Linked DNA regions of Mus musculus: region 1 is linked to region 2. A link is a contact called in public promoter capture Hi-C data. All regions are on one chromosome and are shown on one strand. Each heading gives the region's core, a stretch centred on a gene start, on an enhancer-like site or on the middle of the called end of the contact. The rest is flanking DNA. Distances are from core to core; before and after follow the strand shown. Region 1 holds the start of Ints4 (integrator complex subunit 4). Region 2 overlaps Nars2 (asparaginyl-tRNA synthetase 2 (mitochondrial)(putative)).

Region 1 (5,279 bases), core at 251-2,750, 500 kb before region 2:
AGAATGGAAGAATACCGACTCGCCAGTGTAGTTCTCTCTGTGACGATAACAGAGACACTGCCCTGGCTCTCCAGTTAGACTATGTACTCCCCAAAAGCAGGGGTTCTGATAGACAACGACTTCCTACCACACATGGTACACAGAAATCACTCAAGTATTTGAAAATACTTTAATTTTTTCCTGTTGAATTAATGAATGAATGGAAGGTTTAAGAGTCATTTTCCATCAGGCATGGTGATGCAAGCCTTTAATCCCTGCACTTGGGAAGAAAAGGCAGGCTGATTCCTTCCTGTTCATGATCAGCCTGCTCTACATAGTGAGACCCTGTCTCAAAGAAAAAAAAAATTTTTTTTTTTCCTTAATGAGACCACTCTGCCTAAATATCTAAGACTGCTGGGGATCCACTGGCATAAACCCCCGGGCCTGGTCAAAATGCAGATCTTGCCTCACACCACCAACCTATTGAACATAATCTGCATCATAACAAACTCCCTAAAAGAGCGAGATCTGTAACAGCTCGGTGGTAGACCACATGCCTCAGCATGCATAAGGCCCTACACTCAATCTCCCCTACTACAAAAAAGATAAAAAATTTAAGTATTCCTCAAGACGCGTATATTTTGTATGTATCTGTGTACATATGGAAATTTAAGAAGCAGAATACATCGCTTCTACAGAGACACTGTGGAGCACACTGACAGTTCTGACAGGGGCTCTCTTGGTCCACCTATGTTTAAAAGAGAGAGGATGATAGGTTTGCCGTCCTGTGACTCTTGCCTGCTTGGTCTGAGCCTTGAATTCTACAGACCTTTAGTCAGCTTGGGGTTTTGCATACAGCTCAACTTGTCTCTGAAAGTTAGAGGTACACGAGTTAAGAGGAGTTCTGCCACCAACTGAGGACAGGAGAATGCAAATATAACCGATCTGGCACAACCGAGCTGTGAGACATTAAAATAAGATACCTGACAGTTTTTAAAACTATACAGCACGTTGTCCCAATGATTTTGTTTTGTCTTTATCAAGTGAGCTGGGAGTGTGACTTTGGGATAGAGTGATAAGTTAGCATGCTTAAGACCCCGAATTCTAGTCCCAGAACTTTAAATACAACAACAACAACAAACCCCAAAGTCAGAGTACACATGAGAACAGCGGCCTCGACCTAACACGCCCCCTGCCTGACGCGCAGCCTAGGAACCTAAACCTAAGCCGGCTACACACAAGCTTAGGCGCTGATCTGGAGAACAGCCTGGGTGCGGACAACCCTCCCGCGCAGACTGGTCCATGGCTTTTTCTGCCAGCGCTTACCTGAACCACTTTAGTGAACTCCTCATACACCCGCTTTTTCAGGTGCGCCGCCATGGCTGCACCGGACCTTCTCGGCTTCTGTACTTGCTGAGAACGTGGAGAGAAACCTTTCTACAGCACCGATTTCGCTGCAATCCCACAAAGCAGTGGGGTTGCTGGATAGAGAGGCCTCTTCCTGAAGCTCCACTGCCCAGTGAGTCGATTGGCTGCCGCTACTGCTGGGAGACGGAAATTAGAGTGCATCCTGGAAGATGGGTGGAGTAAAAGGCGGGGCTGGTGGGAGCTGGAGGCAAAACCCGGAGCTGTATCCTGGAGGTGCCCTGCTAGAATCTTAGGGTGAGTGTTGCCATAGTTCCAGCTCCTCCCCGAAGTTCGTTTTACTTTGTTACAGTAATTTAGAAGTTATCCATCAATAAGAAAGAAGAAGAAGAAAAACGGAAAGATAAAGAAAAGAAAGCCAAGAATCTTCCTGTTGAATCAATGAAAGGTTTAAGATCATTTTTCTGAATGGTACTACTCTGCAAGTCTGAAGATTTAAGAATGCTGGTGGTCCACCCGGAGCCAAGTCTCTATCAGGACTGTCAGTGTGTTCCACGAATCTCTGGTGAAGAGACTAATGCTTCCTCTGACAGCTGGGAAACAGTGAAAAAGAATCTTGAGACTGAGGATGAAGCCACGTGTTGTGGTGTCAAAAACCAGGAGCCAACACTGAGATATAGAAAGGCAAAAATGTTACCATTACAGACACACCCACACACACACACCCACAGTAGAAGGATGAGGTGTCCTCAAAGTCTTACAAAGGTTCTTTATGACTTTGGCAAGCAAGCAAAGCTTAATAAAAAGGGAACTTTATTATGATTAGCATTTAGCATAAACTCAATTACAGGTTTTTAACTTCATTGTAGTTGGTAGGTTTCAGAAAACCTTGTTTTTCAAGTTAAGTCTGCTTCTCAGAAGGTCTTTGTAGTCTTTCTTTGGAAAACAGTCTACATAATAGAAAGATAAATCTCATTTTGCCTAAAAAATGCAAGTACAAATATCAAGACCCTGGAAATAAGTCTAGAACATGAACAATGAGTAGAATAGAGTTCCTGTTATTATTTAACCCTTGTTAAGATCAATAATGAAGGAAGGAATAAGAATGGAATTGCTGTTATTATTTAACCCATATTAAAGTGAATAGTGAAGGCAGAAATAGGGGAGTCAGATTCTAACACAACACTCCTTTAAGACTCTGGTACTTGAACAAGTGACCTCCACGACAAGCATACTGATAATCCCTACCTAACAAAAACATGCTTACAGTGTAATGAAACAATACAGAAACAAGAACACCCTGCATCTGAGATATGTGGTGCTCTTGAGTTTTACAACTCACCTGTTCTTTACTTTTTTAACCAAAACATGGGACATTTAGAGGAGGGAACAGGAAGTTGGTAGGTACAGAGGACCCAAAAACACATAGATTATCTTTATCCTATACTATACGTAGGAAGACTGTGTTACAGCTCAGATGGAAAGGTGTCCTGGCAGTTAGGAGTCAAGGAATACCACAAAGTCACATTGCACAACAAACCTCACACGAGATTTGTTGGCAGGGAAAATCCCAGAAGGCTGACTGCCAATGCTTGAAAAAAAAAAAACAGCAGAGGACTGAGGAGAAACAGGGTTTATATAGGATTCCTGGGGTGGTGTGTGGGGAGCTTTCCAGGGTGAGGATTGGGGGGACTTCAAAACTCGAGCTTTTTTTATTTAAAAAAAATTATTTTAACTCTAGAGTTGGGGCTGGCTGTTGGGTGTTCTGTGGGTGGAGCCTGGTGGTTGAAGGTCCCTGGGGGTGGGGGCAGGCCTGACTCTTCATGCACCTCAAGGGGCTTGCAAAGACAGATACCTAAATGGCTTGTTACAGAGCAACCAAAGTGCTGGATAAAGGAATGTGGTTCAAAAGGACCAACTTTCCGCAGGAGGATTTTTCATCTAACTTTTAAAAAGTACATTTTCCTGAGAAAGAGAAGGAAACAGAGCACACAACGTGTCAAAGAAAATAATTAGCAAACGGTACATTGAGTAAATATTAGCTGTTTTTATCATTCCAATATTTGAATGTTCTATCTAATCCAAGTTGGTAGACACTGTAAAACCACTGGCTGGTGGGTTTGTACCTGTACTCCCAATCCCAGAGAGACTGAAATAGAAAGCTCTCCTATGGTCTAGCCTAAGCTTTATAGCAAGTGTAAGGCAAGCCTGTGCTAGCCATAATAATATAAGTCATATCCGTCCTTCTGGACACTGGAACCATCTATTTAATCCTGATGGTATTTTAGGGACCTACACCTTTTTTGTTCCCCTGTTGTAAGTGTAAGGAGGCAGCTTTACCAGCCTCACCGAACCACACCAATTATATCACTCAGGCTCAGTACCCACTCTCCCCACAGCCTAAGGGGACTTAAGCCTCTTATCTCTGATGTCTTAAAAAAGAATCATCTGTGCCCAACTTATTCTGACTTTAATAATCTCATGCTCAATGGTTAATAAAAAACCCAATGGACCCTCCCACTTGGTTCAGGATCTCTGACTTCTCAACTCAGCAGTGGTTCCCCTTCACCCCGTAGTATCTGACCCCTATTCTCTGTTCCCCACCTTCCCCTCAGAGAGCTCTCATGCTTCAACAGGTTCTCCTCCATCTTCCAGAATTAACTCATCCCTTCTCTCTCCATGTATAAAAAAGAGGGCTAAGCCTTGGGGTCCTGGATTACCATCTGGGAACCTTCTTTTGTTGCCATTGCATACTTATCAAAAAATTGGACTATTCTATCCAAGGATTGGGTTCCTTGTCTGCACAGTGAACTTTATATATGCAAATCAAAAAGGTTAACTGTCTTAGGGTTTCCATTGTTGTGAAGAGACACAATGATCATGCCAACTCTTACAAAAGAAAACATTTAAGTGGGACTGTCTTATGGTCTCAGAGGTTTAGTCCATTATCATCATGGTGGGAAGCATGGCAGTGTGCAGGCAGACATGGTGCTGGAGGAGCCGAGAGTTTTACATCTGCAGTCAGCAGAAGGAGACTGTGGAAAACACTGGGTGTAACTTGAGCATATATAAGATCTCAAAGCCTGCCTCCACGCTGACATACTTCCTTCAGCAAGGCCACACCTACTATGATGAGGCCACTCCCCCAATAGTGCCAATCCCTATGAGCCAAGCATTCAAACATGAGTCTAAAGCAGCCATACCTATTCAAACCACCACATTAACGTTCAGGTCACCCACTACAGTCTTCTCTTTTCACCTCCTATGCCATCTCTAAATACAAGGCAATGACCCTCAAACACTACCCCCTTCCAGAGTTCTTTCTCTTCAGGTACTAATGGTAGAGGGTGCGACACTTAACCTTTCAACATTTCAAACTGACTTGTTACTCATTTGATCTCTTAAAGTCTGCTCAGATCATTTGTTTCTGCTGGCTTCGTCCACCTATCATATTTGGTTCCAAATTCTAGAGTCTACCTCCTTAGCAGCTTCCTCCGTCCACCTGTTTTGCTCATCTGTCCCTCCTTGCCTATTTTGTAAGGAGCCTTTCTCTGGCTCCTGGAGCCTGCTGCACTCTCCAGGGCCCCACAATGTGGGCAACCCTCAAGTGATTAAGACACTTGCTCCTCTCTCTATATCAGAACCCTCCCCTCAGGAGCTGTGTGCTAAGCCCCACAGCTTCCTTAAGCACTTCTGGGCCTCTGTGACCCTGTCTCTCCCATCTTGGAAATCTCACAGCTTCTCCACGCCATCCTGGGCTGCTTTGTCTCTCAGCTCCCATTTGGAGCTTATAGAAAACTTTCAGCAGAGTTTGTTTGCTACCCTTTCTCTCTTCCTTCATGGACTCCGAGTTTATTAAAGCCTCACTCTCTTATCACAAACAGCTTGGCCTCAGCACAGTTTAAATGGCCAAAATTGGCATGCTCAACTTTCAA
Region 2 (5,365 bases), core at 334-2,833:
GTGTTAATCTCAATTGAGAGATTCCAAGAAGGCTAAATTGATACCTGTAACCCCGATGATGGAGGCAGGGGATCCTGAGGGCTCCCTGGACATCCAGTCTAGTTAAAACAGTGAGCTCCAGGGTCAGAGAGACACCCTAGCTCGGAAAATAAGGTGTGGAGGTGATTGAGGCATGCACACACGGACATAAGTTCACCACACAGGTGGAGGTGAGGGAAAATTCTATACTTTGGAATGCTTTATTATAATGTTTCATGATACAGATATAATAAAGATTCAAAAGGACCTGAGCTATAACAACTTAGACACCACTGCTTAAAATGGAAATATTAAGTGTTAGGTCAAATGCCATGCATAACCTGTTTAGGGTAAGATCAGTACTAGAGTCCAGGTTCTCAGACAGCAGTCCAATTACTAGTACTTACACTCCAGCTTGTTCCTATAGTGCTTGCTTTTCCATAATGCTATGATGAGGGCAATGGTATTCAGAATGATTTTTTGTTTTGTTTTCTTTTAGATGTGGTTTCTCTGTGTAGTCCCGGCCAGTCCCGGCTGTCCTGGAACTCACAGACCAGGCTTGCCACAAACTCAAAGATCTGTCTGCCTCTGCAAGATTAAAGAATTAATCCGTGTGATTAAAGTACTAGGATTAAAGGTGTGCACCACCACTGCCAGGCCCAGAATGAGTCTATAAAAATCATTCCAAAGAGCCGGGAGTGGTGGTGCACGCCTTTAATCCCAGCACTCGGGAGGCAGAGGCAGGTAGATTTCTGAGTTTGAGGCCAGCCTGGTCTACAAAGTGAGCTCCAGGGCTATACAGAGAAACCCTGTCTCGAAAAAATAAAAACAAACAAATAAAAACAAACAAACAACAAAAAAAAAAAAACCATTCCAAAGTATAGAATTTTCCCTCACCTCCACCTGTGTGGTGAACTTGTGTCCGTGTGTGCATGCCTCAATCACCTCCACACCTTATTTTCCGAGCTAGGGTGTCTCTCTGACCCTGGAGCTCACTGTTTTGACTAGGCTGGATGTCCAGGGAGCCGTCAGGATCCCTTGCCTCCATCACCGGGGTTACAAGTATCAATTTTTTACATGGGTGCTGAGGATCTGAACTGGGGTCCTTACATTTGGGCAGCAATCAATTTACCAAGTGAGCCATCTCCCTAGCACCAAAGTATAGAATTTTGAGCATTTAAGGACAAACCTTGCTATGCAGTCTCCAAGGATTTACAGTTTGGTAATAGGGAAATAAAAGATTCCTATCCATCTGTGCTTAAATAGGCTTCGGGAAGTGCTACAGGAATTTGTCCTGACAAGTCCTTAGAGGGCATCGTAGAATGAAATGAAGACCAAGGGGAACAGGAGTGGCAGAGAACTGCGCTTCACTTTGCCAAGCACGTTGTTAACAAGACTCCCCCTGCCTAGCCACTCCAGTAAGTCCAGCCTCCTTCTGTGTTTCAGTTGCTACAAATGTGTATCTTGGTATACACTGAACTTTCTGCCTTAGGATTAGGGCCATCTGCATTCCAGAACACCCACCAACAAGAACACCCATGCTCAGCTGAGAGAGGTTTCATCCTGGCAACTGTTGCTGCACAGGAAAGGAAGTTATGAGCTCAGACTGTAAACTGTCTGCTTTCCTGCTGAGCGGCTGAGAAAGAACAAGACAAATAAAAGACAAAAGGGCCTGCTACTCTTCAGATCAGCTGGTGAGGCTTGGGGATGCGGGGTTGAATAAAAATAAAGTCTTTCTTTAAAGGAGGAAAACAATGTTAACAAATAACAAGCAGGCTGAGCTGTGGCACTTCATACCGGGTTTCAGACACTGACCAGTGCCGTAGCCTAACACACTTCTCTTTATCTGACATTTCTGTCTTCTATTAAAATTAGCTCTTTCAAAGTTCTCAAAACTTAGACTAAAACATAAACTTTTTAATTTTTAAAATATTAAATTTTTAAAAATTCAAACTTGGTTCCATACTGATTTGTTAAAATCTAAACCCAAAACAACTCCCCCATAATTATCACTAGTAGAAGTAAATAATGGTGAACTATCAATCAAAACATAAAATACACGTGTTTCCCACATGCCATTACTGTAGCAGTGTGCAGTGATTTAAATGAGAATAGTCCCCCACAGCTTATTTAGACACTCTGTCCCCAGTCTGCAGTGCTATTTGGGGAGGTTATGGAACCTTTAGGAGGTATAGTCTTGTTGGAGGAGTTACATCACTAGGGTGGGCTTTGAGGGTTCACAGCTTCACCCCATCTCATGCCCACTTCTGCCTCCTGTGTGTGGATAAAAACATGAGCACCCAGCTCCTGACCACCATGCCATGCTTCACCTCTTATGATGGACTCCATTCCTCTGGGAATTTAAGCTAAACCAAACCCTCTCTTCTTTACTGCTTTTTATAAGGGCATTTTATAACAGCAGCATAAAGGTAATTAATACAGTGCCATAACTATTTTCATGTGTGCAAAATTAGACATAGTAATATTCAATGAAACTTCACAAGTGACAGTGAAGGAGTGTAAATAATTAAAATTCCACAGTAAAGAATAATTCCAATATGCCAAGGCACATGTGGTAGTGCCCTGGAATAGTAAGCACCCTTAAAGGAATAAGGCAGATTCTCATTAAGAGCAGTGTGAACTACTGATAAATGAAGTAGATATAGTACATTGAAAACAGTATTATTTGGGTAGTAATATGGAAGACATGTGATGTTTGGAGAGAGTATAAATAGGACTCAATGGACAGTGACCGAGGCTGCGCAACACTTGCAGGTCTTGATCTTTGCTGATCTTCGCTTCCCTGAGAGAGGCACAGGGGAGAACTTCTCGGGTCCCTCGGGTGCTGATTCGTGTGGAGGCTGAAGCCTGGCTGTCTCTGCAAGGTCGTGCCACCACTGCTGATTCGTGTTTGCTATCCCAACTCTACTGAACTGGACTGCTGGTGTATCCATGAAGTGTTTACGAGTGGATCGAGCTGCTGCTGACCTGTGAACTGAACTGCCAATTTCCAGACAACACAGAGTTGCTCCAAAGAATCTTTCTAAGGAAGTCCACTTCCCCCTATCCTTTCTTTCCCACTATCTCTGGTAAGTGCCTTGTAGCCTGGTGTGCTACAAGGGAGGTTAAAGCATTTTAGAACCATCATTAAAAATAAGGTTTGAAAAAATTAAAGTTACATCTTTTTATTTTAGAAAGTACAACAACAGTTGGGAAAGGAAAATGGTGTCGTCAGCATATCTATGGTACTTTCTGATTAAGTTTTCCTGCATGCCATTCAGTTAATTCTTATAACTTCTAACTATGACATCATTCAAAAACTGAGGTCAGTATATAGGGGTAAAGTGAATAGCCTTTTCCTTCCCCTTATTTTAAGATGGTCTTCCGACCTATTCCTCAGTGAAACTGGTAAAAGTTATTAAAGACAAAAGGAAACAACCATTAGGATCACTAGAAACAGTCCAAGAACGCACAGCAAACAAAGAAAGATCTAGTTAGAACAATCTACCAAAAATTAGTATGGATGAAGAAGCCTATAGCGTTTGCATTGGAGGTCAGTCCTGTTTACCCTTCCTCATAGCTTACTATGACAGAAATTCTACCTGGACCAGTAGTTTTCAACCTTCCCAACATTGAGACCCTCTAATATAGTTCTTCATATTGTGGTGACCCCACACCCATAAAATAATTTTGTTATAACTATAATTTTGGTACTGTTATAATGCATAGTATAGCTATATGATATGCAGGGTATTTGAGATGCAAACCACAAAGGGGTTCAGACCCACAGGTTGAGAGCCACTGACCTAGATGATACAGCCAAACCACACGCCTCTGTTTGCCCCACAGGACCCACCCAGTGGAAGGCTCTTGCTCTAGTTGCTGAACTCCAGGCCAGGTGAGGCACACCCAGGACACCTGGAGCTGCTGTTCCCCCCCAGCACTCAGTTTCTAAACAAGGAAGTTCTTCAGAGTCATCAATGTGTCTGCCTGGAGCATTAGAACCCCGGCTCCAAGATCTTGTCTCTGCAAGAGACACAGGGCATGGAGCATCAGTCCAAATCTGTACTAAAGGTTATGATTTGCAACAGTCTATGGGAAAGGTCACATGGAAGAGTGCTCTTCAGAAGGGCAGTGACTGCATCAATAGTGCAGCAACAGGCAAAGGGAAACTGGTAGATCCACTGAGGACAGGCTAAACTGTAGATCTATTAGCGTGCTGGGAAGAAACAGAGAAAGTTGGCTGAGAACAGTTCTTCTGAGGTCAGAACAAATTTGCAAGCTTTGAATGATCCCCACATAGGAGCTTGTATTTGATCGAATCATTTTATGATGCAATTTCTGGCTCATGACTTTGTTGAAAATTATAAAGCAATGAGCCTGTGGTCAGGAGAAGAGACAACCAAAGAAAACCTGCCCAAGTTAGTAAGTGCACAGTCTGTGTAATGCGGACATGACCAAGGCTGTGCTCCTGAGAGCACACAGTCTTCACAGTGCTGGGCAGAAGTAATGGGGGAGTGATGGCGGTGCACAATCTCATATCTCTAGACTATGTAAAAGAACTCCTCCAACAAAAGAACAAACAACACAATTCCAAAAAGGTCAAGGGGCTTAGATATACACATATTCAACACATGTGGGAAAAGACACTCTCCCTCCTTAGTAATTAAGACAATGGAATTAAAGCCACAATAAGAAACCACACCACACACCAGAACTATAATCAAAGGGACTGAAAATAACACACATAGGTAAAGACGCAGTGAAAATGGAGCCCCCTTAACAGTGCTAGTGGCAATATAATTGTACAACCACCCTGGAAAATACTGTGACAGGTTTTGAAATGTTGGAAAGTTATCAGATCTTAGAGAATTGAATTTCCTGGGGGCTTTTATTAGATATGAAAATGTCCATCCAGACCAAAAAAAAAATGCACTAACCTTTTCTTAGTAGTATTCATATTATCCCCAAAGTAGAAAACAACACAATTGTTCATCAGATGACGGATGGATACACATCATGTGGGTACCCGCACACTAGACTACAGACTGGATATAAACACAGAAGTACTGATACACACCACAGCATGGATGAACCTCAAACACTACAACAAATGAAATATTCCAGGAGAAGCCAATCTATGTAAAGTAATCAGTGGGAGTTACAAACAGGAGTGGGTAACGGCTGCTAGTGAGTTCTGGGTTTGCCTAACACACTAAAGCAATGGAACTCAACCAGCACATTACAAGCAATGGAACTGTATTTTAAGGGAGTAAATGTAATGCTACATGAAACATGTCTTAAAAAGTGTTTTCACATTGTTTTACAGACAGGGTCTCATCTCACG

The links. Promoter capture Hi-C pulls out the DNA fragments that hold promoters and counts their contacts.
Region 1: a promoter capture Hi-C map of hippocampal neurons shows a contact between it and region 2, with 2.4 times the contacts expected there. The contact joins the promoter of Ints4 here to the enhancer-like site in region 2. A contact is called at or near these places in 6 of 39 promoter capture datasets (the 3T3-L1 cell line, the C10 cell line, the HPC-7 cell line and 2 more), 1 of 115 datasets of contacts at active chromatin or transcription factors (bone marrow-derived macrophages) and 1 of 9 other capture datasets (adipose tissue).

The regions. Positions count from the first base shown.
Region 1 is chr7:97,477,177-97,482,455 of GRCm38.p6, reverse strand. Ints4 (integrator complex subunit 4) reads right to left here and starts at 1,500. Exons shown (of 23, transcript NM_027256.2): 1 at 1,306-1,500. The coding sequence starts at 1,359.
Region 2 is chr7:96,980,304-96,985,668 of GRCm38.p6, reverse strand. All of the region lies in intron 5 of Nars2 (asparaginyl-tRNA synthetase 2 (mitochondrial)(putative)), which reads right to left. Among named protein-coding and RNA genes, the nearest start is that of Nars2, 31 kb to the right of the region's middle. Within about 2 kb of position 1,583, at least 83 of the 459 cell types and tissues checked have an H3K27ac peak or open chromatin away from gene starts, as enhancers often do. A contact at or near this core is called in bone marrow-derived macrophages and hippocampal neurons, where this site is marked.